2 separate regions of the Danio rerio genome follow, and region 1 is linked to region 2. Evidence: chromatin contacts called from public Micro-C data. All regions are on one chromosome and are shown on one strand. Each heading gives the region's core, a stretch centred on a gene start, on an enhancer-like site or on the middle of the called end of the contact. The rest is flanking DNA. Distances are from core to core; before and after follow the strand shown.

The links. Hi-C and Micro-C count contacts between places; a contact is called where the count stands out from the background.
Region 1: a Micro-C map of caudal fin shows a contact between it and region 2, with 2.0 times the contacts expected there. The contact joins the promoter of sema6d here to the enhancer-like site in region 2. A contact is called at or near these places in 2 of 18 Hi-C or Micro-C datasets (caudal fin and an unstated tissue) and 1 of 4 datasets of contacts at active chromatin or transcription factors (gastrula embryo).

What each region holds. Positions count from the first base shown.
Region 1 is chr18:43,284,883-43,287,960 of GRCz12tu, forward strand. sema6d (semaphorin 6D) reads left to right here and starts at 1,680. Exons shown (of 18, transcript NM_001017682.2): 1 at 1,680-1,728.
Region 2 is chr18:43,247,128-43,249,900 of GRCz12tu, forward strand. It overlaps a transcript of sema6d not described here. Among named protein-coding and RNA genes, the nearest start is that of sema6d, 38 kb to the right of the region's middle. Within about 2 kb of position 1,429, at least 11 of the 62 cell types and tissues checked have an H3K27ac peak or open chromatin away from gene starts, as enhancers often do. A contact at or near this core is called in caudal fin, where this site is marked.

The DNA of each region.
Region 1 (3,078 bases), core at 430-2,929, 38 kb after region 2:
CTGTGCGTGTTAGGCTACTTAATATTCAGGAAAAGCCCCAATCAGAGAGGCGAATGTCTGCAGCCCCGCCTCCGTTTTCAAATGTCTCCGTTTTCCATCATCCACACTGAGACGGAGCAGCTGCGTTTCAGAATGAAAATGGCCTCTCCAGCGTTTTCGAAACGCTCCGTTTTCGGCGCTCGAGAACTCCGGCGTAGTGTGGACGGATGGCGTAACCGTAGCAAAACTTATGCGTTTTCAAACTAAAACGCATTAGTGTAAACGGGGCCTGAGATTTCAATTATTAAAAGGAGCTCTGAAGGTGCAACCTTTGAACAATAAAAAGCCCTTTGGGAGATCTTAAAAGGTACAATGTTCACTTTTCAATTTATTTTATGCTCTCTATTTCTCTGTCATGACTTGCTGGTGAATTTATTAAACCCATCTAGGTCAGTGGAACAAATCCTCAAACTGTTACCTGTGCATCCAATTTCTGTCTGTCCATTTACCTGCAGGATGCATTAGCATTTTGAGCCGGACCACCACAGTTATACATGCATTTAATGTTCTAATCGTTATATCTACTCCAATTGCAGCAGAGAGAGAGCTACAGACTGCCGAGAGCAGAGATAATATTGACTTTTAAATGCTTGTGTGCATTTTCACAACATTTATGCACTTATAAGAACCGCAATACTAAATGCTGTTGACTGCAGTGTCTCTGCACAGCTGCCAAATCCTTTAACAATCTGCCACGTTCTTTGTGTTCACTATCAGCTTGGACTTGTTAATGTTCACACTCGTACACAATAAAGCGAACAGTGAATGTGTAACTAATTCACACAGCAGCTTGTGTTAATATTTAATTGATCAACAAACAACTCCAAAATGTATTAATACCACATATACCACAAGCTGGGGTTTTATCTGAGGAGACATGCATATGCCAACAATAAGCTGAGAAAACTTTGATCGCAGCTGCATTTGATGTGCAGCTTATAACCGAATGTTTTCAGTATGTGTCTTTCATTATTGAAAATGTCTCTGAAAGGTTGACGGTGAAAATGCATGGGAGCGCAGTGTCAAAAGAAATTCTGTTCGCTCCTTCCTTTTTTTGCCTCAAGCTGAAAGTCAAGATTTCCTTCCAAAGAGCAGTTCCAAGGAGTGTGGTTCGCTGTCCTCCCTTCCCAAAACAGTTCTGTGGAAAAGATTTAACAAGCAGCTTACTGCTGGGGGAAGGGATTGGGAAGAGAGGGGGGCCCCTCAGGGTCACCAAGATGTGAGGGCCTCTCACTTACACACACACTACAGACTCTGAATGTTTTATTGGTGTGTTAAAAAGTGTTTACATTGCAAAAGCATTAATAAATATTCTATACATATCTTCATATACATAAATATGTACACACATACAGACAATAAAGGTCTCGCACTTTGGCAGGAGAAAAAAAGAAAACAGCCGAGCAAGGGAAAGAAGCCAAAAACCACATCTACTAGCGCTGGAGTGGATAGAGGGAGCAGAGAGAAAAAAGAGAGGGAGAGGGATAGAGAGAGGGAACGGGGAGGGATCAGTTTCTAGGCTAGGCTGTGGTTGGCTCTGCTGATGGATGGACTCGGGATGGATCGAGTTACACCATTTGCCGTGCATTAGTTTGTTTTTCCCCGCTCAGAACGGACAGAGACACTTCAAGCTTGACTCAGAGTTGTTGCGATCCAAATCGCGTAAAGAAAATCACGGATTCAGATGAGGTGAGTTAATTTTGTAGATAAAATGTGACGTTGCGAGCGCGTGAGGTTGAGAAAATGGGGGAAACGAGAAGAAGCGACAGGGAAAAGATTTCCAAAACATCAGAAGTACTCTAGGTGCTGCGCAAAAATAGAACTGGAGCTATTTTTATTCACCCGTTTACACAAATACGGATTGTTTATAAGTGGAGAGGCGCACGCGCGTAAAGTTCTTCATTCTGAAGAGTAGATCTCTTGAGGTAATTACTTAGTTGGTTTTTATTTGGTTTGGGTTGTATTGGTTTGGTTTGGTGAATGACGGGGGGATGGTACTACAGGAGAGGGAGGGTCTTGGTGCTATTTGATCGGTGAGCTTTTGAAGATCACAAAGCTTTATCCCGAGGACGAGCTGGACGAGCCCTTCGGGCTCTGGGAATTGTTTTGCGTGCTTCGGATAAAACAAACACATGGGGATCTTCTGGTTTTATGGACCGAGCTGCACACATGCTGTCTATCTACACTGGATTTAATACCGTGAATCACTTTGGAATATAACCGGGGAGTGTTTTGTAGTCTACATTTGGAGAACATTCAGGTAGGATTTCTGCTTTCCCTTTTACACTTTGTTGTCACTTTGAGTTGACTATAATCTTGATTACAACTTTTTTCTTGTTTTATTTTGTTAGTTTTTTTTTTTTTTTTTTAATTAGACCAAACGTCTGGAGGAAAGTAGTATTGCTTTTAGCATTATTAATGAAAAAAGGCAGTGCATTACTGTCACATCCTGTTGATACAGAGGGTTATTTCTGGGAATTATATATTCCTTTTGTATTGTTGTTTTTTCCAAATTATTATAATAGAAACAAAAATATAAAGTAACAAAATAGGGCAGATATTACGCTGAGACTGAAAAAAATAAGAAAGAAAAAGGAAAATTCCCCGACTATTACAAATAGGCAATAAGCTTACAAAACATTTTAAATTTAAATAAAACAATTCATGATAGGCTACATATATTTAAAGAATATTGTACACCGCTTTCTATTTTAATAGTGTTATTGGAATGTTTTTGTTTAAATTGACAGCACATGTATGCTAGAACATTGTATCCATGAATGCCCCTCAAAATCGGTCCCAGTTAATTTCTGACATTGGATGAAACAGATGCACTTTAGACTCCCACTGTCCCGTAATGATGAGGGATCGAAGTTCGCATTATAATATACAAGGAAGATTTAGTGCCTTAAATTCATCTAACCTTTGCCTGGGAGTTATGTGATCTCATTCAAACTGATAACTTTTAAACAACAATATTTCTGCTGCCTGTATTATGGTCCAACGTGAAGGGAGGGAGTTGCGCTGCTGTTGTTGGAG
Region 2 (2,773 bases), core at 179-2,678:
GTTACAGTGTAGGCTAGACATTGAATTTTGGTCCCCGGACGTCATGGCCTAAATCTAACCTAATATTAATGTCTCATGATATTGTGTGCTTGCTGGGTTAAATATTAAATGGATGATTTAAATAACTTAAAAGACACATTGTGGTATGAACCAATTTACAGAAAACACAGACTTCACAAAATGTGGCCCGGGCCATTTAGGGTGCTCTCAAACCTGCCTTATTTAGTTCGGTTGAATCGCACTAGAGTTCGTTTTTACTCTTGGTGCTATTTGTTTGGGCGGGTGTGAGTGTAGCAATTATATTTCAGTGCGCATTAAAACCAGACCAAAAAATGTACTCAGACCTCCTTGAAGAGGTGGTCTCGGTACACTTTTAAATGAACACTGGCGCAGTTCGCTTGTTGTGAGAACATAATACGCACTACAACAGACCCAACCCCAAAAAGTACTGTGTCTTTTTGGACAAACCCAGTTGCCGTAGGCCGATGCGCTGTGCATTATGGAATGGAGAGAAACAATATTTGTTGACAGCGCTTTACCAACAATTTTAAGAGAGAGAGGGAAAAACATTACCTGATGAATTGTTGGTAATATTTCCTCAAGATGACCATGTCCCAGTTTAGCTAAAATAATTTAAGCCTCCTCCTGCAATGCACCTTCGCTATTTGCGATACATTAAAACATTGTTTTCCAGCCGCAGCTGCGCTTCATTCTCGAAATGCATAGTTTGTCTTAAGTGGTGTATACAAACTGCATAGAATACTATGAGCAGGGATAGTGTCAGTCAGCGCAGTCGTCCCTTCATAGTAAAAAGTGAGATTTTGTGTCAGCCGGTTTTTTTACTTGCAGGAGTTCCATTTTCCCACACGTTAATTCTGACTAATCAAAAAGCACTTTAGGAAATACGTTCAACAACATCTGGCCAATGAGGGATGTGGATTTTGTCAGATGACTGTATTTTGGTTCCTTTCACCTGGTTCGGACCAAAGCCATCAGTGTGGTGTGAAAAGGACCCAAAGACGACAGAAAAGGCTACTATGTTACCCTTAGTTTCACCTAAGTACCTTACTGCACCTTTGACTTTTGTTTAGCTTTTTTTATTATTTTCACAATCTACATTATGCCATAAATGTTGTCGATAAAGCTTAACTTGTATTAAACCTGGAATATTACTTTAAAATCTGGATTATGTCCAGTATGTTGATCCAAAACACAGTGCTGAAGGTCATTGCTGAGCATGGCATACACATACAGCTTTAATAGTTCTGTGGCAGCACTCTGTCTTTGTGATAACAGATAACCTATGATTTACCTCAAGGATCTGACAGCTTTACCCTGAGAAACAATGGCTCATGTATAGACCCGTCTGCAGGAGGCGTGCGGTAAGACAAGAGGGTGGAGTTTCTGTCTTTGCTGACTCCATCTGTTCAATGTTAAGACTGACACACTCGTATACAAGCAGACTGAACCAGAATGAGCAAAACAGCTTCATCACGCTGAATGTCAGTCTGTAAATGTATGAGTCACTCTTACTATAAATGTGGATTTGAGGTTAAAAACCAGGGAACTTCCCTCCAAAAAAATAAAAATAAAATGGATCAAACACTCCCACGCTTGAATCCTTTAATAACCTGAGAGAACCCGTTTTGTGGAAGATATGATATGTCCTAAATCCTTCCTCTTTTATTTTTGCTAAAGTGTTCTTTTTGAGTTTCTTTGCAATATCTGCTCCATCTCTGAAGCCAAGTTTGGATGTACTCCTGAACAGGTAATCAATAATAGGGACTGCAGTGGCGGGAGAAAGAGCGAGCGAAAGGGAGAGAGTTCTCAAAATATCACAGGAGCTCAAGAGAATATGTGGTATGTTTTTTTTTTTTTTTAACCAAAGACAAACCAAGCTAAAAGAAAAGATTAATTTTGTGTTTTGTTGACGGTAGACTCTTGACAAGCAGGAGCAAGTAAGAGTTGGCCCTCTAATGAACATGATTGGTTCAAATCCCAGACTGGTGATTCATGTAGAGGAAAATGACTGTACTCCTGTATCATCACTGGGTCATTGACCACAGGATTAGAGCAGGAAGTGAACTGTACAGGGCAGTATCCTGTAAGTAACGGTGGGTCAGATAGCATTTGATAAATGACTAAAAGCTGTATCAGCCATTGGACAATGATACATAGTGTGTGAACATCATATAAGATTTTGGAGGTTTGGTCTAAAAATTGCTCTGTGTTTTACACACTTTTTTATCTATCTGTCTGTCTATCCATCCATCCATCCATCCATCCATCCATCCATCCATCCATCCATCCATCATCTATCTATCTATCTATCTATCTATCTATCTATCTATCTATCTATCTATCTATCTATCTATCTATCTATCTATCTATCTATCTATCTATCTATCTATCTATCTATCTATCTATCTAACAAAAGTCTTGTCACAAATGGCGGTTCTAGTTCAAATGGCACCCTGGGCAAAACCAACCCCCCCCCCCCCCCCCCCCATCCCCAATTTACATTTTCAATTCTTATTCTTAATGAATAACAGAAATCAGTCCTAAATGTAACTGAAAAACAATGTAAAGACACAACTGGAGTCATATTTTAAGACTTTTGCCTGAATATTACTTATTACAGTTCTATAGAATACAAAAAAATAAATATGTTTTATAGAATTATCTGTTGTCTTAGACCCGACTCGTGGCTGGCCCTGGCCTGGTTGGAAGAGGTGTGCCAGAGTGCGGTTCACTTGGGCTTTGGCGCGGTACA